Linked DNA regions of Mus musculus: regions 1, 3, 4, 5, 6 and 7 are each linked to region 2. Evidence: chromatin contacts called from public ChIA-PET, HiChIP or PLAC-seq, Micro-C and promoter capture Hi-C data. All regions are on one chromosome and are shown on one strand. Each heading gives the region's core, a stretch centred on a gene start, on an enhancer-like site or on the middle of the called end of the contact. The rest is flanking DNA. Distances are from core to core; before and after follow the strand shown. Region 1 holds the start of Npdc1 (neural proliferation, differentiation and control 1). Region 2 holds the start of Nsmf (NMDA receptor synaptonuclear signaling and neuronal migration factor). Region 3 holds the start of Traf2 (TNF receptor-associated factor 2). Region 4 holds the start of Abca2 (ATP-binding cassette, sub-family A (ABC1), member 2). Region 5 holds the start of Uap1l1 (UDP-N-acteylglucosamine pyrophosphorylase 1-like 1). Region 6 holds the start of Clic3 (chloride intracellular channel 3). Region 7 holds the start of Fbxw5 (F-box and WD-40 domain protein 5).

What was found. Promoter capture Hi-C pulls out the DNA fragments that hold promoters and counts their contacts. Hi-C and Micro-C count contacts between places; a contact is called where the count stands out from the background. ChIA-PET counts read pairs in DNA pulled down with a chosen protein or histone mark. HiChIP or PLAC-seq counts read pairs in DNA pulled down with a chosen protein or histone mark. Capture Hi-C pulls out chosen DNA fragments and counts their contacts.
Region 1: a contact with region 2 is called in an H3K27ac HiChIP or PLAC-seq map of embryonic stem cells, with 5 times the contacts expected there. The contact joins the promoter of Npdc1 here to the promoter of Nsmf in region 2. A contact is called at or near these places in 2 of 39 promoter capture datasets (the C10 cell line and the SN4741 cell line), 1 of 115 datasets of contacts at active chromatin or transcription factors (embryonic stem cells) and 1 of 9 other capture datasets (liver).
Region 3: a contact with region 2 is called in an RNA polymerase II ChIA-PET map of memory CD8 T cells, with 14 read pairs. The contact joins the promoter of Traf2 here to the promoter of Nsmf in region 2. A contact is called at or near these places in 2 of 115 datasets of contacts at active chromatin or transcription factors (bone marrow-derived macrophages and memory CD8 T cells).
Region 4: a contact with region 2 is called in a promoter capture Hi-C map of embryonic stem cells, with 7 read pairs. The contact joins the promoter of Abca2 here to the promoter of Nsmf in region 2. A contact is called at or near these places in 1 of 39 promoter capture datasets (embryonic stem cells), 1 of 115 datasets of contacts at active chromatin or transcription factors (memory CD8 T cells) and 1 of 9 other capture datasets (adipose tissue).
Region 5: a promoter capture Hi-C map of adipose tissue shows a contact between it and region 2. The contact joins the promoter of Uap1l1 here to the promoter of Nsmf in region 2. A contact is called at or near these places in 1 of 39 promoter capture datasets (hippocampal neurons), 2 of 115 datasets of contacts at active chromatin or transcription factors (memory CD8 T cells and pancreatic cancer cells) and 2 of 9 other capture datasets (adipose tissue and liver).
Region 6: a FOXA1 HiChIP or PLAC-seq map of pancreatic cancer cells shows a contact between it and region 2. The contact joins the promoter of Clic3 here to the promoter of Nsmf in region 2. A contact is called at or near these places in 3 of 39 promoter capture datasets (hippocampal neurons, pre-B cells and stem cell-derived epiblast-like cells), 2 of 115 datasets of contacts at active chromatin or transcription factors (memory CD8 T cells and pancreatic cancer cells) and 2 of 9 other capture datasets (adipose tissue and embryonic stem cells).
Region 7: a contact with region 2 is called in a Micro-C map of embryonic stem cells. The contact joins the promoter of Fbxw5 here to the promoter of Nsmf in region 2. A contact is called at or near these places in 1 of 484 Hi-C or Micro-C datasets (embryonic stem cells) and 1 of 115 datasets of contacts at active chromatin or transcription factors (pancreatic cancer cells).

The regions. Positions count from the first base shown.
Region 1 is chr2:25,401,477-25,404,474 of GRCm38.p6, forward strand. Npdc1 (neural proliferation, differentiation and control 1) reads left to right here and starts at 1,574. Exons shown (of 9, transcript NM_008721.4): 1 at 1,574-1,889. The coding sequence starts at 1,778.
Region 2 is chr2:25,052,824-25,055,722 of GRCm38.p6, forward strand. Nsmf (NMDA receptor synaptonuclear signaling and neuronal migration factor) reads left to right here and starts at 1,556. Exons shown (of 16, transcript NM_001039386.1): 1 at 1,556-1,848; 2 at 2,175-2,236; 3 at 2,813-2,899. The coding sequence starts at 1,778. It overlaps Pnpla7 (patatin-like phospholipase domain containing 7), which reads left to right. Exons shown (of 35, transcript NM_146251.4): 34 at 572-675; 35 at 848-1,249. The coding sequence ends at 970.
Region 3 is chr2:25,545,677-25,548,567 of GRCm38.p6, forward strand. Traf2 (TNF receptor-associated factor 2) reads right to left here and starts at 1,264. Exons shown (of 11, transcript NM_009422.3): 1 at 1,186-1,264. Gm35476 (a long non-coding RNA gene) reads right to left here. Exons shown (of 4, transcript XR_866044.3): 4 at 2,249-2,389.
Region 4 is chr2:25,427,243-25,429,995 of GRCm38.p6, forward strand. Abca2 (ATP-binding cassette, sub-family A (ABC1), member 2) reads left to right here and starts at 1,357. Exons shown (of 49, transcript NM_001368624.1): 1 at 1,357-1,593. The coding sequence starts at 1,528.
Region 5 is chr2:25,364,233-25,366,932 of GRCm38.p6, forward strand. It overlaps Uap1l1 (UDP-N-acteylglucosamine pyrophosphorylase 1-like 1), which reads right to left and starts at 1,431. Exons shown (of 9, transcript NM_001033293.3): 1 at 1,095-1,431; 2 at 649-853; 3 at 280-455; 4 at 1-41. The coding sequence starts at 1,383.
Region 6 is chr2:25,455,428-25,458,454 of GRCm38.p6, forward strand. Clic3 (chloride intracellular channel 3) reads left to right here and starts at 1,416. Exons shown (of 6, transcript NM_027085.3): 1 at 1,416-1,487; 2 at 2,234-2,343; 3 at 2,422-2,547; 4 at 2,688-2,794; 5 at 2,877-3,027. The coding sequence starts at 1,452. It also overlaps a transcript of Paxx not described here.
Region 7 is chr2:25,499,389-25,502,159 of GRCm38.p6, forward strand. It overlaps Fbxw5 (F-box and WD-40 domain protein 5), which reads left to right and starts at 1,362. Exons shown (of 9, transcript NM_013908.5): 1 at 1,362-1,498; 2 at 2,548-2,763. The coding sequence starts at 2,571. It overlaps C8g (complement component 8, gamma polypeptide), which reads right to left and starts at 1,118. Exons shown (of 7, transcript NM_027062.2): 1 at 706-1,118; 2 at 451-587; 3 at 201-271; 4 at 10-117. The coding sequence starts at 843.

The DNA of each region.
Region 1 (2,998 bases), core at 324-2,823, 350 kb after region 2:
GGTCTGGGGTTGTCCCTGAGTCTGAGTTTTCTCTGACTCAGAGAACCCTTGATGACATCCGTAGGAATTGAGGCTGCACTCCAAGTCCTCCCCCCCCCCAACTTATACTTGAAGTATCAGTAGACCTAAAGATCAGAGGCACTTGCATCCCACAGCCTAAGTTTCTGTAGGTGGAAAAGCGTGGCCCCGCTGGGCGTGGTGGCACACACCTTTAATCCCAGCACTCGGGAGGCAGAGGCAGGCAGATTTCTGAGTTCGAGGCCAGCCTGGTCTACAAAGTGAGTTCCAGGACAGCCAGTGCTATACAGAGGAACCCTGTCTCGGGAAAAAAAAAAAGCGTGGACTTCTCCCTTGCTTCTTTTATGGAAAATTAGCTCAGACTATTTCTGTTCAGTCAATGCCTCTTGAGGGCTGGGTTGGGATGGTAGCCGCTAGTGAGCGCATGCGCGCACGCACGCGCGCGCACAGAGAGAGAGAGAGAGAGAGAGAGAGAGAGAGAGAGAGAGAGAGAGAGAATCATTTGATAAATGTATAAACCTGCACTGACAGCCTCCTCTTTAAGTTTGTGAGCCTGAAGGACGGGAAGAAGTGGAGGGCTGAGGAACTCAACCTTGTTCTTTTCTCTGTGTGTGGTGTTTGTGTTTTTTGCATGTGACAAGGGTCTCTGTGTAACCTTGGCTGTTGTCCTGGAACTTACTTTGTAGACCTGGCTGGCCTTGAACTTACAGAGATCTGCTTGCTTCTGCCTCCGAGTGCACCACCATCGTCCAGGCCTGTTTTTCATTCTTAAGATAGGGTCTCATTATATATTCATGACTGTCCTGGAACTCGATATGTAGACTAGGCTGGTCTCAGCATCTTGAGAGATGGGATTAAAGGCAGGAACCACCACACTGATCTTCAACATTGCCTTCATGACTCAACCAGGGGGAGGTCTCTGGCGGGGGTGGAGTGTGCTCAAAGGGGACTGCACATGAATGGTGATCACCAGGCACCATGCATGTTCCATGTTGTGTGACTCAAGGGAGCTGAAAGCCATTACCTGGGATCATGACCACCTTGGACAGCTCCCAGACAACTGTCAACTACGTCAAGTTACTCTCGCCCCCTGGTGGTACCATTCGGGAGCGAGTCTGGCTTGATCTTGTGAGCCTCTTGTATGCTTTTCTTCCTGGTTTTAGAAAGCCCGGGCACGTCTCTGAGTACACCTGTATATCTCTATACACCTCTTTATCCTTTGTGGGATACATTTTGCAAACCTGCAACAGTCAGCCTAGTCTACATAGCCAGGATTTGTCCCTGGTGTTCCCCTAGTCTAAGGTCCTCCATTCTAACAGGGTGAGTGGTGAGGGTTTGGCAGTCGGACCACTAAGAAGAAGGCGTGCATCCTGGGACGCCCACCGTTAGTCAATTCCAAGTCAGATTCTTGGGTAATGAATGAGGAGGCATTCTGCTGTAGAGGCTAGAGGGCCCGAAGCACTCAGACGCCTGACAAAAGGGGACCCCCCAACAGGATGCAGAGGGAGGGGGCTCAGACTAGAGGAGATGTCCCGCCCCCGCAGGTGGAGCGCGCAGGCGCACTCCCGACACTTTTCTCTGGCCGCCGCGCCTCCATCCCATCCCGGATCCATTGCCGCAACGTCAGCGCCACCGCCTCCTCTTTTCCTCTTCCTCCTCCGCCCCTCTCGCTTCCCGGCTTCTCCAGTCGCAGTTCCCGGAGTGGGTACCGAGCCCGGGGCCGTGGGGTGCCATGCTGCCCGGGTAGCGGCGCTGAAGCATGGCGACGCCCGTCCCTCCGCCTTCCCCGCGGCACCTGCGGCTGCTACGGCTGCTGCTCTCCGGCCTCATCCTGGGAGCGGCCCTGAATGGTGCCACCGCCCGCCGCCCGGGTGAGCGAGCGCTCTGGGCGCAGGCTGTTGGGTGCTCCGGGGCTGGGATTGCGGGGCGGAGAATCCTGCCCCCGGCGCCGCCCTGGTTTTCCCTGCCACCGCCCCGGCCTTACCCAGGCCCACAGGCCAGGCAGGCCCGGTCCGCTGGGCATGGATTGGGTAAACAGGTCAGGCCCGTTGAAGGCCATGCTAGATGAATCTTCTCTCAGGTCCTTGGAGGCGAATGTAGATTTCACGCGCTTTGGGTCTTTGTCTCTGGGTCCCTGAATCAGTCTGGTGTGTGTCTTTGGGTCTGCAGCCATCTGGTTTCTGGTGGCCCATAAGTGGGATCCTGTGTCTTTGTTTGTGTGTCTCTGGGGCTTCCCGTTGGCAGGGTTGTTCTTGGGGTCTGTGGGCCTTGCATGTCAGCCCTGTCGTTCGTTCGTGTGTGTGTGTGTGTGTGTGTGTGTGTGTGTGTGTGTGTGTGTGTGTGTAGAGGGGTTCCCATGGAAGGTCTTAAGGGTTCCAGGTCTAGGGTCTTGTTCCAACTTAGTGGGGTCAAGCTGCCCCATCCCCTGCCCTGAAGGACATGCACCACTGTCCTCTGGTCTGAGGTCTGTGTAGTGACTGTTTAGAAGAGTGTGACTCCCTGACTGGGAGAACATTTTCTCTTTTTTTTCGAGATGGTTTCTCTGTATAGCCTGGCTGTCCTGATCTCACTCTGTAGACCAGGCTGGCCTCAATGCCTGCCTCTGCCTCCCAAGTGCTGGGATTAAAGGCATTCACCACTACTGCCTGGCTCTGGGAGAACATTCTTGACAGATGGGTCCTGAAGCCACAGGATCCAAATTGTATCTCCCCGAGGGGAGTGAAGTGGGAGAGGTTGCCCATATGTTCACTGAGTTCTTCTGGAACTATGTGTGGGAGCTGCTTTGAGCCCAGCTTACAGATGAGGAAGCTGAGGGCATGGAGAGGTGACTGGTACGTGGACTCTAACAAGATCGGTCTGGATATGGGACCTTAAGAGCTGGGCAAGCAACCCAGGAACTGGACTGAAGGTTGGCATGACTGGAAGAGACTCTTGAGGAGGGTGGAGTTCCAGACTGGGCCTTACCAGAGATGCCAAATAG
Region 2 (2,899 bases), core at 306-2,805:
CTAGGCCACTCAGGCTTCCCCCTCATCACTCCATAGAGCATCCTAACCACACCACAGACCTTAAGGGGAACCTACTGGCAGAGGAGGCCTTAGGAGGCCCGAGGGCCACATCCAACAACATGGCTCTGATCTACAACCCTGCAATGGGGCCCCCCATCTTGCAACAGAGCAACATGTTCTGCAGAATTCCCTGCTGCATGTACCATCTTAAAGAAGAACTTGAAAGGTGCTCTGGAGTCTTCCCAGGGTGAGAGCCCCAACACTGAGCTGAGTTTGTGCTGGTCTCCTTACACAACTCTGACCCGGCCCCCATGTGTGGTTAGGGAGTAGGTGAGGAGGGTCATGTTTTTGTGAAAAACACACAGGACACATTGTGGCGTGAGATGAACAAAGGCGCCTGTGAAGTGTTGCTGGGTCTGGAGGTTCCTCTGGCAGCCCTGGCACTGGGCAGCTCTCTGGGAACTGTTACAGTGGGGCTGGGCATGGCCATGTTCTGCTTCCCTTTTAGCCTTGCTTGGCACAGCCACTGTCCTTGGAGAGAGGACCAATGGAGCCCTCTCTTCTGCTCTAGATGAGTCTGACTATCAGACCGAGTATGAGGAGGAACTGCCAGCCATCCCCAAGGAAACGTATGCTGACTTCCAGAGCACTGGGATTGAGCTAGACTCTGACTCGGTGAGGTGCTGAACCCTGCCTTGCCTGTGCCGGACTCTGAGGTCCCCAAACAGGGCCTGCCCCTGGTCCCTGACTCTGGGCTAGCTACTGGTTTTCCCACTCCAGGTGATACAGTCTGGGGTCGGGCAAGCCCCCACTTTGCATATCTTGACCATGTCTGATTTGCTTCCAGGAATATGAGCCTTCGATGTTGCAAGGACCCCCCAGCTTGACTTCCCCAGAACAGTCCCAGGACTCCTTCCCTTGGCTCCCTAATCAAGATGACCAGGGGCCAAGACTGGAACATCCTTCCTGACTGGATAAATAAATAAAACACCTGGGCCTCACCCTTAGACTGAGGCTGCACCCATTCCTTAGAGGCTACTTCAGTTGCCTGACAAGATCAAACTGGATGATATAGCCATCTGGCTTCTTCCAGAGACATGGGCTGTGTTATTGGAGTCGTGGGCCTCTTCACTTCCCCGGCACCCTTGTATCCCCACAGCAGTACTGAGGAGCACGGACGCCTCTGTGAGGCATGGGAAGGTGGGATTGTTGAACTAATAAACGTTAATCTGATTGTGTGGCTATTTTACTCTGGTGTAAAGGTTGCAGGGGCAAAGAGCTAAGTGGACCTGAGGTCGGGAAGGTCAGTGGGTGATCTCTTGTTCTTTCAGGACCCTTTTGCTTCCAGGCAGCAACTCTAGGCTGGGCTAGGATGCTCCGGGTCTGAAGGAAACTAGGGTTTCCCCCTAAATCAAGGGTTTCTTTGGGCATACACAGGCCCTGGCCTAAGTGGAAGGGCATCACTTTTATGCCCCCAAGAAGAAAGCCTCCGGGAGGAGCCGCCTTTTAGCCACGCCCTTATCTGTCATCATGGGGGTGGTGCCAACTCAGGCTCAGCGTCAGGAGGCGGAGCACCGCCCCCGGGTCCAGCCGCGCTCTCCTACAGTGGCTGGACGCGCTGGGCGCTGGGTGCGGCCATGCGGGGCCTGGGCCTAAGTCTGACCCTGACCCTGAGGCTGAGACCTAGCGCGACCTCAGGCGCCGTACGGCTCCCCCGGCAGAGGCGGCGGGCGCGAGGCGCGCTCTGAAATCCGGGGGATGCGCGGGCGCCGTGACCATGGGTGCCGCCGCCTCCAGGAGGAGGGCGCTGAGGAGCGAGGCCATGTCCTCGGTAGCGGCCAAAGTAAGGTGAGTGGGCCGGGCTGACCGGCTACTGCTGCCGGCTACCCTCTGTGGTATGTGCTGCTACCCCAATGCCCTGTGATCTTCCTGTTCCGGAGTGGGCATTGGGCCTTAAAACCTGACGCCCACAGGCTGGGCAGATTAGACAGAAAGTAGTAGGAGGTCTCTGACCAGGATGCCCTGGCACTCTGTGGTGGGTGGGAAGAGCCCACCTCTTCTCATGTTGATGTGGAAGGCCTGGGTGGGGGTAAGTATGGTAGGGAGGGTCTTGCCAGTATTGGAGGCTGGTAGCCAGCTTGTACTGACCCGTGTTCCCTCTGCTTACCATGCAGAGCAGCCCGAGCGTTTGGAGAGTACCTGTCCCAGAGTCACCCTGAGAACCGCAACGGTGCAGGTAGGCACACTGGAAACAAAAGGCTGTTCTGGGTGAGTCCTCTGCCCCAGGCCAAGGCCAGGACCAGGACCAGGGCCAGGGCCAGGGCCAGTGGAGTGTGAGCCAGCCCAGGTACCTTGCTGGCCTGTCTACCTCACATCCCTTGCCCTCCAGGGCCCAGAACCCTAGGAGGAGCTCCAGTCACCCATCTCCATGGCGCCCTCCCAGCCTGGGTTGTTGGCATGGCAACAGGCCTCTTGGCACCCCCAGGGCTGGCACCACTGTCTGGGGGCCAGCTGGTGGGGGGAGGGGAGGAATTGGCACCAGGCAAATGGGTGTATCTGCAGGCTCTTGGGGGGATATCGGCCTGTCTATTCTTAACTTCTGATGATTATGCACAGGTAGTGAGGCCTGCCTGCCGCCCCAATCCTCACTCTCACAAGGGCTTCAGGCCCAGATAAGCAGAGAAACAGGCCACCTGGTAGAGCCTTCTCTAGTAACCTCAGCCCCCTCATTAAGGTTGGGGCTTGTTGAGTGTGCCAGAGGACCGGGAGGGTAGACCATCAGGCTGAAGGTTCACCTGATGCCTTTCCCTAGACCACCTGCTGGCTGACGCCTACTCTGGCCACGACGGGTCCCCAGAGATGCAACCTGCACCCCAGAACAAGCGCCGCCTCTCCCTCG
Region 3 (2,891 bases), core at 14-2,513, 490 kb after region 2:
ACTCAGCCTTCCAGATGTACACACAAGGCTTGATAAAAAACAACCCTTCCTTCAGCTTTTAAAACTCAAGTATTTATAAATCCATCATTAAGTATTCAGCAATAAAGTTAATTTTTAAGACTTAAACATCAATTTGAGATTGCTTGGGGTCTCCACCTGATAACAGTTAACTTTGGGTCACTAAATACCACCTTTCTCAGTCAGTTACGCAGGCAGGAAGGGGCCGTGGTGGCAAGGTCAACTGTGACTTCTCTGGGGGACTGGTAGCCAAGCTAGTGAGTTGCACACAAGACAATGATGACATTGCATTGTGTCCACGGAGCTGAAAGTTTGTTTCTCCGATTTTGGGGCCCGCTGGGAGTACGTCTGTGAGTTCTAATCAATCTCATGTCCTTTCCACCTACTCAGGGCTTCAAGTCCATCATGTGGAATATACACTAGGTCCAACCTCCATTAGGCAGGCGTCAGGAGGTTAAGGGCCCTGGGATCAGTCTCCACACCCTGACACATATGCATCTATCCCATCAACATAGTTTCCAGGGCGGTGGTGGCGCAGGCCCTTTAATCCCAGCACTCAGTAGTTCGAGGCCAGACTACTTTACAAAAAGCAAGATAGTTTCCAGAGAAACAGAGGTTCTGAGGGGCAGAAAGGTGAGATCTGAAAAAATAAAGGAGGACAGGGAAGGTAAACCACCAACAGGGAAGAGGCCTTATGGGGGAGGTGGTGTCCGTGATTTGTGTAGCCGGGTGTCAGAAAAGGCGACGTAAATTTGGCAGACCAAATTTGACTGCCCCATCCAAAAAGCATAAGTGGGTGGGAGGTGAGCGGTAAAAGTGGCCTGGGAGACCAGGTATTCGCTCAAGGCCAGTAAGGGCAAGTGGGGCTCGTGGGTCCCTCGGGCGCGATGCCGGACCGAGATCTGGGGCAGGGACCGTACTGCTGTAACCCCGAGCCACCGCGGTAGGCGCGCAGCCAAGCACCGCTGCGGACGTCGCGAACTTTTCCGGCCCCCCTCCCGCGACTTTCAGTTTCCGGCTCCGCGGCTCCGAAAAGTCTACCCACCCACCTCACCCAGACAGCGGCGGCCCCGCATCTGACCCCCAACCGCCACTCCCACCCCGCGCCTGACCCCAGCCCGGCCGCCGCTGAGAGTAGACCCCCCGCTTAGATCCGCGCCGCCTCACCCAACGGTCTTCGCGCGCCCGGAACTCAGCGCTCGCCGGGAAACACCCCCGCTGCCGCGGCCCGCCCCGTCTGACGGACAGACGCACGCGCCTACCAGGAGCTCACAGGGAGCAGCAGCGGCCGTCGATTTGTCAAATAGGCCGCCTTGACTCTGCCCGCTGACAGACGGAAGCAGGAACCTACCAGGAACGAGCACGGAACCGCAGAGAGCGGTGATTAGTCAGAGCGGCGCAGGGGGTGGGGGCTAAGCCGGTTTCTCCGGTTCCTAGCAAGGTTGTTGAGGAAGCTGCCTTGAGCCTCTCTTCGTGGACGTCAGTCACTTGCAGTCACTTGCCACCAAATGTAACTCGAGTTCGAGCCCTGGGTCCACATCGTGGAAAGAGAGCAGGGGTTTATGCATTATTTAGTCATACACACAAATAGACGAATAAGTGTAATTTAAAAGTTTAAAGAGTTAACATTTCAATGAATATTTGCGAACAAAGAAGTGTAGACAAAAGGGTATACTGTGGAACAAACTGACATACTACAGCTTCCGCGACGAGATTTTTTTCCATCTGTTGTGGGAGAGGTTGCAAGGATGAAAGGCAGGTACAAGGGGAGGGGGAGATGGGTGGGATGGGGTGCATGATGTGAAATGCACAATGAACCAATAAAAAGGTTTTTAAAAAAGTTTGAAGGATTCATCAAGAGCACCTTCAACCACATGAACAGGGAAATGTCCCCCAAGAAAGCTTATGTTTGGAGACTTGAGTCTACGTCAACATGTAGATTTGTACACCTCTGACAATTGTCTATTCTCATCTCTGCAGTCCTGTTAAAAAGGTATTTTAAAAAAATTATAAGTATGTATGTCTGTGCACATGAGTGAAGTATCCAGGGATTCCATACAAAGAGGCCATTGTATCCCTTAGAGCAAAAGTTATAGGCTCAGGGCTGAAGAGATGGTTTAGTGGCTAAGAGTACCGACAGCTCTTCCAGAGGTCCTGAGTTCAATTCCCAGTAACTACATGATGGCTCACAACCATCTGTAATGGGATCGGATGCCCTCTTCTGATGTGTGTCTGAAGACAGCTACAGTGTACTCATAAAATAAATAAATAAATCTTAAAAAAAAAAAAAAAGTTACAGGCTCTTGTGAGCTGGGACCCAAACCAAACTTCAGAACTCTGAGAGAGCTCTTAACTCCTGAGTCATCTCTTCCTGCAAAAAAGAAAAAAAATATATATATATGCTGACACATATCTCTATATATCTCTAGACATCACACACACACACACACACACACACACACACACACACACACGCTACACACATAACCACATATAAACAACACCATACACATATATGTATATACACACAAAGTATTTAGAGCTCACCATCAGGGGTGTCCAACCCACAGCATGTATCCCAGGATAGCATCCCAACATTTGTAGCTGTTATATCACAGTGTGGAAGGATGGACACCTCTGCACTCTACCCTCTGTGTCTTGCCTGCATTCATTCTGTAACTGACTTTAAGAGATACTTATGCTCTTCTCTTTGGCAACCAGTCTCTTGAAACAATGTACCCCAGGAAATTTAATTATTCTCCAGGAGTCTCAGAAGGAGAAAGAAGGCTGAAGCCTGGGGCCAACCGAGGAAGAAACTTGTCTCCTGGGAAGAGATGTGCAGCTTCAGGCCATCTTGCAGGCTAGCCGAGCTC
Region 4 (2,753 bases), core at 107-2,606, 370 kb after region 2:
TAGGTGGGGAGGTGGGTGGTGTTGGGGTAGCAAGTAAACCTCTTATATAAGGGACAACCTGTCTTCTCAGTCACCCCTGCTTTCCAGCCCCTTTTGTGCAGTCTGGCTAGAGCAGGGAGGCCTGATCTGGTAGTCACAATGGATGACTGTGGTAAATTTTCACAGTTGTGATGTCTCAGCATCATTTTGAATATAAACCTAACTTTCTCAGGTCAGAATTAGGGCTCTCTGACCTGTAGCAGTTTCCGGTTATGCACACCCAGCCCTTCACGTGGTGTGTCTAGCTCTTCATACCTGGTAAGCATTTCTGCTGCCCTGCCCGCTGGGCATCTGCCTCACCTGCATGGAAATCGCAGGTGGACTGCAGTGACCCCAGGCATATGCACCTTACGTGTTCTAAATTCAGTTAAAACTATGTAAGAAATGTGTTTGGATGATACCCTGGACCTCAAAACAGCTGTCTCCACCTGCAGAGAGAGAGAGAGAGAGAGAGAGAGAGAGAGAGAGAGAGTATTTTGGACAGGGTCTCATGTTGCGCAGGCTAGCTTTGAATTCTCTATATAACCAAGGATGACCTTGAATACTTCATCCCTTCTGCCTCTGCCTTTTTGATGCTGGGATTACACGTGCGTGGTTGCTCTCTATTATTTATTTTATTGAGATATGGTCTCTCTATGTAGACCAGTGTGGACTTGAACTCACAAAGATCTGCTTTTCTCTGCCTCCCTGAGCTGAGCGCTGGGTTAAAGGTAAATCTGCCATGACCTGCTGTTGCTCTGCATTTTGATAATCTAGGTAAACGCCATTTCATCAGCAGGTGGTGGCTCGTCTATGAGGAACACAGAATGCTTTTGTGAAGGTGGTCGAACTACCGCAGTCCCTCTCATCAGGCTCCTCTTTAAAATATCTAAGTCACATCGTGTTGTTGCACCTCAAGCCGCGATGGGATTCTCCTAACGGACCAATGTCTCTCCTCTAAATGAGTGACTGACCCTGCTTCCTGTCTCTACAAGTGAGGAGGGTCAATCTAATGGTGACCAAGCCTCCTTCAGTTTTCCAAACAGGACAGTAAACACCTTGGGTACCCCTCTGCGTAAATCTCTCAATTGGAGACTCATATTTGGAATCTCCTGGGAGAAGCATAGGGTACCTGCGTTCTCCCTAGACCTCGGAAAGGTGCGAGCCGGGATCTTGGTTTAGATGGGGGCTGTGAGGGATCTTGGAAACACTGCATTATGGGTCCAGTGAGCAGCGAGGCCTAGTGCTGTGCGCAGGTGCAGGCGGGCGCGGGCGCCCCCTGGCGGCTACCCGGGCGCAGAGACGCCTTTAAGTGGGGGCGACGGGCGCGGGCGCGACGAGTCTCTGTAGCTGCGGCCGCCGGGGCGGAGCCTGCGAGCAGCAGGTCCTGGACTCTCGAGCGCCCCGCCCCCGCGCGGGCGATGCCGAGCGGCGCGGCCGGCAGCGGGGCCCGGCGGGGCGCGCAGAGGACAGGGCCGCGGCGCTGAAGCGGCGGAGCGCGGCCCGGCCATGGGCTTCCTGCACCAGCTGCAGCTGCTGCTCTGGAAGAACGTGACGCTGAAGCGCCGGAGCCCGGTGAGCGAGCCGCGCCCGCCCTTAGGGGCTCGCAGGCCGCGCGCCCAATTTGCCGGTGCGCTCTCCGCGTGCACGTGCAGTGTCCAGGCGCGCGCAGACCCCGGGAGGGCGCCACCGGAGACCCTGTTCGGGGCCGGACGATTCCGCGGGCTTCCGGGCCTCCGGCAGTGGGTTCGGCTGTGCCCTGGTCCGCTGACACTCGCAGCGCACGGCTGAGTCACGGGCCGGCGCCCTCCGCAGCGCTTTCTGGCAGGCTGGGGTGGGGGCAGGTGGTCCCTGGACTTCAGCTAGAGCTAGGTGCAGGTTCCTGGTCCAGAGCGCTAGCTGGGACACACCATTCAGCTTAGGGACTCAGAGCCCTGGTCCCATCATCTCTGGGGCCCCCATAGGAACCTGTCTTTTCATTCCCTTTACTGGTACTCTGCCCTTGGGCAAGCACCTTAGGCTGAAGCTGGTACCAAACAGCCTTCGCCGCCGCTGCTACCGCCCTCCTCCTCTTCCTCCTCCTCCTCCTCTTCCTCCACCACTACCACCACCACCACCACCACCACCTTCTCCTCCCTTCATCTCCTTTCCTAACCCATCCTGGCAAGTCACAACCCTTACTCCTGCTTTCTCATCCCTGGGAATGTCCTTGTTGTGTGGACTCAACCTGTTAAATCCCAGCACCCTTTGGGGCCAGTTTCTCCTGAGGCTGCTCCTCTGATTTCTCCTGCCTTGGGCCTCTCTTGGGGCTGGGTTCTGCTGAGCTTCTTAGTACCTGTCTAGGCCAGGCAGGGTATAAAGAGTGTTGGGGTACGAGTCCTGTGTGAGGAGCAGGATGCCAGGCACGGATGGCGTTTGCAGTGTTGGTTTTCATCCCAGTCCCTGGAAGAGCAAGGGCATCCAGAGAGTCCTGGGCCAGCAAGAGTGTCCGAGGGCCCTTGGGATTTTCCAGGATGGAGACAAGAGAGTGCAGGACCTAAAAGAAGGGCCTTAACCAGCTCATACCCAGGGACCCCTTGGGCAGCAACACTCCACCTATGTTCTTTGAGTACTTTAGATTCATAATAAGAAACTCTGGTCTGTAGGCAGGGTGGGTAGCAGTCATCACCACAGCCTGGCAGAATTCCCGTGGGCACCTGGCCCTGGCTGATTGCCAGGACTGGGTACATTCTCTG
Region 5 (2,700 bases), core at 181-2,680, 310 kb after region 2:
CTGGTGGTCAGCCAGTGCACAGTACAAACCCCCGTTGCCATCTATAAAGGAGAAAGGAGTAGGATACCCATGGACTGTGGCCTGATCTCCTGCTCAGTTTAGTAAGTGCTGCAGGTGCACAAACCAAGAGCCTGTGACTCCAGACTGGCCAGAGCCACATGCCCAGGGCCACATAGCCTGCCTGAGTACATCTTACCTGGGAGTCAGGCCTCCTGATCCACAGCTGTACTCTGTGGCCCAGGTGGGGCAACCTGTTCCTATCCAAGGTGTGGGCCATACCTGGGGCCATGGCAACTTTGTCTTTCCGTTCCAGGATGGCCTTGCCCTCAAAGGTCACAGCAGGTAGCATGCGCTGCTCGAACAGCACTACGTTAGTGGGGTCCAGGTGGAAGAAGTCATGCTCCTTGAAGAACTTGATTGTGGGTCCCAGGGTAAACTCACTGGTCATGATGTACCTGTAAATGTCCTAGCAGTGAGCTGCTTCCAGGGGAGTCCAGCTCAATCTGGCAAGTCTAGAAGGGGTTCAGTAATGGCAAGTACTGGGCTCTGTCTAGGGCCGTGCTAAGATTGGGTCTAAGGTCTTGGTGTGGGGTAGGCCTGGGTCAATTTAGGGGTGGTCTTTTTGGGAGGCTGGCATGGAGGACACACCAGGGCACAGTGCAGTGGGTCCCCTGTCGCTGGTCAGCCAACTGTTGGACACGCCGGATCCGCTCTGCTTGCAGTTGATACAGGGTCTTCTGGCTGGGCAGCCCAACTTGATACATGCCCTTTGGGTATGTGACGCCCAGGCGAGTGCCCTGCCCACCCGCCAGCAGCAGGACAGCTACCTTGTTCAGAGAAATCTGTCGGAAACCTGGAGGAGAGGTGCATCGTGAGATAAGGCCTCTTTCACTTTGGAGAACCACAAGTGAGCACGACTTCGGGGGTTACTAGGCACAGGAGGAAGAAGTTGCAAGGCAAATAACTCTCCGCTGCACTTCCCGAGTCCGTGTCCTCCACTCCGCCCCCACTACCCCCACCGCCCATAGGCTCTAACTCTTCCGGCCTCAACGGGCCGGACCTGCCCAACCCCAGCCTGGCACGGCGCTGCCTACCTTCCTCTTCCCACCGCAGGCGTGTCTCTTGGTCACAGCGGATCGCGCTGCCCACGCGTTCTGGGGGCAGGGGCTGCAGGCGCGCAGCCAGGTCCGGCAGAGGACCCGGAGCTAGCGCGCCCGCAGCTGCGGCGCGCTGGCAGTGCTCACGCAGCGCGTCGGCCTCCAATGAGGCGAGCTCCGCTAGCAGTGCGGCTCGGGCTTCCGGAGCCAGGTCGGCATAGAAGCGCAGGAGATGGTCCTGGCCCGCACGCTGCAGCTGTGCGCGTACATCCCTCTCCGAGTCCATACTGCAACTGCAGCGGCCGCCTCAGCCTGTACTCGTGACTTTCTGACCAATGTCACGAGACCAGGCCGGGGGCTGAGATCCCAGGGGGGCGGGCCCAGGGTGCGGCACCTCCACCCAGGACCCCGCCCCTTTTTCCTCTTGGGCTGCTGTTCTGTCTTCTTTGGCTTCTCCCATCTTTAACCCTTTTAATACAGTTTCCCCTGCGCGTTTCCGGACTTGAATCCTAGGATCTGGCCTCCCAGCATTCAAGGTGTACGGTCCAGAGCAGGCCTTCCTAGTACCCCAAGGTCTAGTCATTTCTCTCCTAAGTAATTCCCACCACGTGAATAAAACTGTTCTGTCTGGGCTGGTGAGATGGCTCAGTGGGTAAGAGCACCTGACTGCTCTTCCGAAGGTCCAGAGTTCAAATCCCAGCAACCACATGGTGGCTCACAACCATCCGTAACGAGATCTGATTCCCTCTTCTGGAGTGTCTGAAGACAGCTACAGTGTACTTACATATAAATAAATAAATAAATCTTTAAAAAAAAAAAAAAAAAAAAAAACTGTTCTGTCCTTGCCCCGGGGAAGAAAGAAGTCTGAGGTATCTGCACTGGGCTGACCAGACATAACCCAGCCTCCTCCCTGTCCACAGCCAGAAGGGTTGTCTGCAGCAGACTTGTTGCAGAGCCATTGTTTGTGGCATGAATTCCGGAGTAATGGCACTTACGCTTTGAAGTAGCCTTAGCGTAACTTAGTCCCAAGACATACCTGACAAACCAGGAAGTCTCGAATGGCTGAGAATTGCTTAGATGATGGTTCCTTCAGACAACCCCTAGATCAGATAAAAAAGGTTTTGGTGTGTGGAAATTGACTTGCTAAAAGTGCCTTTTGTGAAACTGGGAAAAGTTACTTCTGGAAAAAGTGCTTCTGGGAAGCAGCTAGCCTCCAATCCCCGATAGGCTGATGACTGTCATGTGTCAGTGTCTCTCTTTCTTCTGACTAATCCTCTGAGCAACCCAGAAGCAAGACAGCGGCCTGGGAGCCTCTCTCCTTAGAAGCTGAGCCTGAGAGGAGTCGGCTTGACCCTGTAAGCATTCACCTAGAACCCCCACTGCTAGCCTGGGGGCAGCAGGCAGACCCAGGCTAGCTTCAACCTGCACCCACCTCCCCTCACCTGCCTACCTTTAGGAACTCAGTTGTTCCAGACTGGCTCTGCATCCCCTTACTGCTTTAGTTTGCTTTTTCATAAAACCTCTTGTTTCTTTTTGTTGTTGTTGTTTTGTGTGTGTTGTTTTTTATTTTTGAGATGAGATTTCTCTGTGTAGTCCTGGCTGT
Region 6 (3,027 bases), core at 166-2,665, 400 kb after region 2:
ACAGGACATGTCCACAGCTCCCCTGAAGCAAGGAAGAGCCAGCTGGCGTCACTCTGACTTGTTTCTTTCTTGCTAAGCCATGCTCATGTTGTATGTCCACTTCATCCCTTCCTTGTGGATTTGTAAGGTCAGCTTTGCAAAAATATATAAATTCGGTGTGTCTGGTGACCACTGGCAGTTGGGAAAGGCTTCAGGGCTGCCCCACAGTGATGATTTGTCATCTGCAAAGGACAGAAAACCACAAAACAGAAAGCTGACCATGTCAGTAAGAAGCCAAAATAAAACTGGCTCTAGGAGTCAAGAGTCGGATAGAGGAGGAACCAAGCCTCCAACACAAATCCAGGTTCCAAGGATATCAGAGCTGTGTTTCACTTCAACTCTGGCTGAGGTCAGGGAAATGACAAGGCAGGGCTAAGGAGGAGGGAAGCCTGGCACAGCTGAGGCCCTGACTAGGAGTCAGGCACGTGAGCAGGTGAGTGGGCAGGTATGGAGCCACCTTGGCTGCACGGTGTAGCCTGGAAGGCACCAGCCTACCAGAGACAGGAAAGCAATCCCTAGGTCCTGGTCTTAGCCAGTGGGCAGTGCTGGTCCTCTGTGAGCACAGGTTCTAAAGAACAGCTCTCCTAGATGGCTGCTGCTGTGAAACGCAGGCCGAGATACAAAGAATGCCAAAGGCACTCCCACTGTGAAGCCCAGTGGGCTTGGGAAGGCCCAATGGCAGATTTGTGCCTGGTAGGGTCAGACCATACTGGCCCTTTCCTTCCTGCTGGGGACCTCATCCCCATTTCAGCCACTAGGTAGTAGTTTCTAACCCTTCCTGGTGCCAACTGAAGGTCAAGGTTAAGAGTAAGAAAGCTGCTCTGAGCCTGTGTGGACAGGATGGGGGCACGGAGTCCACTGCTCAGATGGGTTAAACACCAAAACCAGGCTTATCAGCCTGCCGGCCGCGAACATGTTTGGAATGCGGGTCCGCCCTACCTGACTGGGTTTTGTCAGAGGGAGGGGGCATCTCCCTCGGCTTGTCACACAGACAGGTAAACTGAGGCATTTCCCACTCATTCCCACCCCCTGGCTGGCTTTCTGGGATAAGGACTTGACAATGGAGAATGAGCCGCAGAAGGCTGTGAGGCAACTCCTGAGCTGAGATCAACCCAGTGTGCGTTCACCACACTAGCTCCCCTCACAACCACACTGAGGCTTCAGTGTTTTGCTGTGAGCCAACTTCCCATACTCACACCTGGCCCTGAGACTCAGGCCTCCTGTGGTCACTGGTAGCACGGACACTCTGGTCTTATACAGGCTCTGCTCTGGAAACCTGTCTGTTGCCTAGGTGGCTCCTTGGGGCGGGCCCACTGCCTGGGGAGGGTGGGGCATCAGAGAGACTTAAAGAGCTCCCAAGGCACACCCTGTGCCCTGGGCTGCTGCTGCCGCCGGATGCCTCGGCTCCCACCATGGCTGAAACCACCAAGCTCCAGCTCTTTGTGAAGGTTCTGGGCAGGCTGGGCTGGAAGAGGAGCTGGGCTTTTTTCTTCTTGTTGTTTGGGAGGAGGGGTGGGTCTTCCTAATGGTGCCCAAGTCCCTATCCCTGTGGTGGGTTTGAGTTGCCCCACACAGGGCTGAGGAGAGCCAGGCATCCTGGGTGAGGAGCTACCATAAGGAGGATCAGAGAGCCTGGGTCCCGCTCTTCACTTTGGCTCGTGGACCTGGCCCAGCTCTGGGAGAAAGCTTCTTAGTGAGGAGATAGATGTCAGTCTGGTAGCTGGCACCTGGCATTTAGTAGAGATTCAGGGTCATGTGCCAGACTGGGGGCTTGCCAGAGATGGCCCTTTTAGCTATCAGGCCAGTGCTCAGATCTGAGTGGGAGCAGGTCCTGGCCTCCTCTTTGGTCTCTTCCCTCCCTTCCCTGAGCTGTTAGCCTCAATACCCAGTTGTGTGGGTTAATCACTAGAGGATGAATCTCTGGCCTGCCCCACCCTGCAGCCAGTCTCTGTGACTGGAACCCTCTGGCAGGACCCCAAGCCTAGGCCTCTAAGCTCCCAACTTCTTTTGTCCTCCCCATTCCAGCGATCAGTTCAAGGGCCCTCACTAGACACTTGTAGATGCCATGCTCAACCAGGCCAGAGCCCTAGCCTGCCTCCAGAGCCAATGGCAGTGGGAGGCAGAGCTCCACCCAGCCAGGTGTCAGGATTCCTGGGTCTGCTCAGAGCCTGACACCTCTGTTCCACCCACCCAGGCCAGTGAGGATGGCGAGAGCGTAGGACACTGCCCTTCCTGTCAGCGGCTCTTCATGGTCCTACTCCTCAAGGGTGTGCCCTTCACACTCACCACAGTGGACACTCGAAGGTGAGACACCACCCTGGACCCTTCCCTGGCCTCTGCCCACCTCGGGCCAGCCACCTCCCTTCTGCCTGGTGTTCACAGGGCATTGGATGTGCTGAAGGACTTCGCACCAGGCTCACAGCTGCCCATCCTGCTGTACGATGGGGATGTCAAGACAGACACACTGCAGATCGAGGAGTTTCTGGAGGAGACGTTGGGGCCACCTGAGTGAGCATCTGATGGGGTGGGCAGGAGGGCAAAGATGGGACCTCCTTGGGGGACACCTGGGAGAGTGCCTAGGAAGGGTGCTTTGAGGCACAGTGTACTTGAGGGTCTGACTGGAATTCTCAAACTATTCACACCTATAGCTTCCCTAGCCTGGCACCCAGGTACAGGGAGTCCAACACAGCGGGCAATGACATCTTCCACAAGTTCTCTGCCTTCATCAAGAACCCAGTGCCTACACAGGACAATGGTGAGACACAGGCCAGCAGGTCCAGGCAGGAGGGCTAACCCAAGGTCAAGACAGAGTCCTCATGGTTATCATTGCCCCCAAGCCCTGTATCAGCAGCTGCTCCGGGCCCTGACCAGGCTGGACAGCTACCTGCGTGCACCACTGGACCACGAACTGGCACAGGAGCCACATCTTCGTGAGTCCCACCGCCGCTTTCTCGATGGTGACCAGTTCACGTTGGCTGACTGCAGTCT
Region 7 (2,771 bases), core at 112-2,611, 450 kb after region 2:
AGTCCGCACCGTATAGTTTCACAGACAGCTTCCTTCCCTGTTCCAGGTACAGGATGGCAAAGCTCTGATAGTCAGTCTCAGCAACCACCATATGCACTGGTCCACGGGCCCGTGAGACTGCGGCAGAACCACAACAGCACATCAGTCCTTTCCCCTCTGCCTCCAGCCCAGAGCCCTCTCCCTTGATGCCCCTGCCTCACCTTGGAACAAGAAGCGGCCAGGGACCCCTGTGTTCTCAAAGAGTTGGCGTACCTGCCAACATATCCCATCTCTGGGGAGGGGAAGAAGGTATGTCATAAGAGGAGGCACCCAGACTCTAGGAACCCCAACCCAGGAGAGGCCATATGGGATAGCTATCTAGGCCACAGAAGAGCTAGAGATGAGGTTTAGAGTCAGGAGGGCAGAGTAAGATGGGCTCAGGGGCTGGGATGAAGTCCTGCTGGGACTCACAGCTTTCGGAAGGTGCTGACAGCCATAGCTGCACCCTGGGGAGCTGCGTGCAATGTGGTGGCCTCAGCTCGGTGTCCCTGCTCCTGAAGAAAGCGGCACGAAGAGCCCACAGCCACCAGGAGCCATGTCCCTGCAAACTGGAAGTTGACTATGAGTGCTCAGGACTGGGGAAATGGGGCACCCTGGACCAATCCCGCCAAGCTAGGCAGGTTCTTATTGCTCTTTTACCTACCCCCACTCACTCCCAGATTTTACCTTCTGAGCACTGAAATTGACCTGGGCCTGGATAGTGCTGATGGGGGAGGTAGACCCAATAGGCTTTCGAGTCCTTTGGCCCAGCGAACTGGCTGTCAAGAGCAGGGTGAAGAACAACACAGCCCCTGGAGACAGCATGGCCAACCTGCTACGGACAGTAGGTGACAGGACAGCGAGGTGGAGGGGTGCACTGTCCTAGGTCAGAGTCCACTGTCCAGTGCCACAGGAAGCACAGTCCAGGAAGTCCACATCTGTCTTCCGATTACTGAACCCCTAACCCAAGCCAGGGTCCATCCTAGAACCTAGCCTTGATAGGAGCTGGGCATTGTGTCCCAAGTGCAAAGTTAAGAGTTGACCTCTGCACCCCTATTTCCACTTGTGGTCAGTGCTCAACCCTATGCATGCAATAACTGTCTTTAACTCCACAACCAACAAGAACGTGCTCATAAAGTCACTTGTTCAAAGCCCAGCAGCAGAGAGAGCAGAGGCAGAGTCTCGAACCGGCCCAGCTGAGCCTGGCTCAATCCTCCGTCCTTTAGGGTAGCCAGGAGTGAGTACTGTTCTGTGAGTCAGAACGCTCGGAAAGTAAGAGTTTGCGCAGGCGCATAAGAAACGCTGGCTGCTAGTCGGAGCCTGAGGCGCAGGCGCAAGACGGGGAAGGGGGGGGGGGGGGAACGGTCCATCGATGCCTCGGGGCTCTCAGCGTCGAGCCTGGCGCCTCCATAAAGACGTGGAGGTGGAGACTAGAGCGGCGGCGGAAGCCGGGCGCAGCGCAGCGGGCAGAGGCACCGCGGTGAGTCCCGGCTTTGGCCCCGCCGTGCTCACTCACCTGTGTCATCTGCCCTGTCCCCAGTCACCAGCCTTGTGCCCCATTACTCCCAGTCCTGCATTCACCAGCCTTCTGCCACCTTCGGTGTCCCTTGTCCCCGATCGTGGCCTTCGTTTATTTTCTCGGGCCTGGTCCCGGTCATGGGCCTCGCTCTGCCTTGTCCTACTTTAACTGGCTTTTGTCACCTTCACGGGCTTTGTTCACTGTCACCATATTTTTTTCCTGCAATGTCTACACTTGTACAGCCTTTGGTGGCCTTATCTGGCCAGTGATGGCCTTGGCAGGTTGACGTCGTCCCAATCCACCCTCCGGTGTTCAGTGGGTGAATGAAGGAGCTGCTGCCCACTCTAGCTAAGCAGCAAAGCGTGGTCCCTGATGTCTCCTCTGACATTCAGAAACCCCAATCACTCTTAACCACCCTCCTGGCCAGGCTGTCTCCTGAGTCCAGAACGACATATGCCACTGGCTAGCAGGAACCCCTTCTCAGAAGAAAGTCAGCCTTGGCCTGAAGTCCTATAGCAGCAAGGTCAAAGACAGGGTGGGCTGCTAAACCTTGGACCTGCCAGTTTGAGCAGCCCAGACCTGTTTGCTTGTCTTGTGCTCACCTGCCTCCCTGTGCCCTGTAGCATTGGGGAAGGCATCAAAGGCCCCCACCTGGAAAGTGGGGCTGCCCCCCACTTCGCAGGTTCTACCTGGCCTAGTAGTACTCAGGGGCTTGCTGTCTGGTCCAGCAAGTCCTTTGGTGTCCTGGAGAATGTAAGGTGGTGCAACGTTACTGCCTGGGTCCTTCAAGAAGTGTTGGGTCTGTGGTGGGGCAGTGCTACTTGTACACACAAAGAGAGATGCACACATCCCTCCCCTCCCCCCGCACATGCTCAGTGCAGTGGAATTCTCCGGTGGGCAGTTGGTGGGGCTAGCTAGGACTGCCATGTCTGGAACCCCAGACTATCAGTCTCTCCCTGGGGTTGGCGATGAGGAGGCTTGGGTTCAGAGCCGCCACTGGTGGGTTTCAGGACCGTCTGGGCAGAATGTCACGATGGATGAGGGGGGCCTGCCCCTGCTCCCCGACAGCCTTGTCTACCAGATCTTCCTGAGTTTGGGCCCTGCAGATGTGCTGGCTGCTGGGCTGGTATGCCGCCAATGGCAGGCTGTGTCCCGGGATGAGTTCTTATGGAAGGAGCAATTCTACCGCTACTACCAGGTGGCTCGAGATGTGCCCCGCCACCCAGGTCAGTAC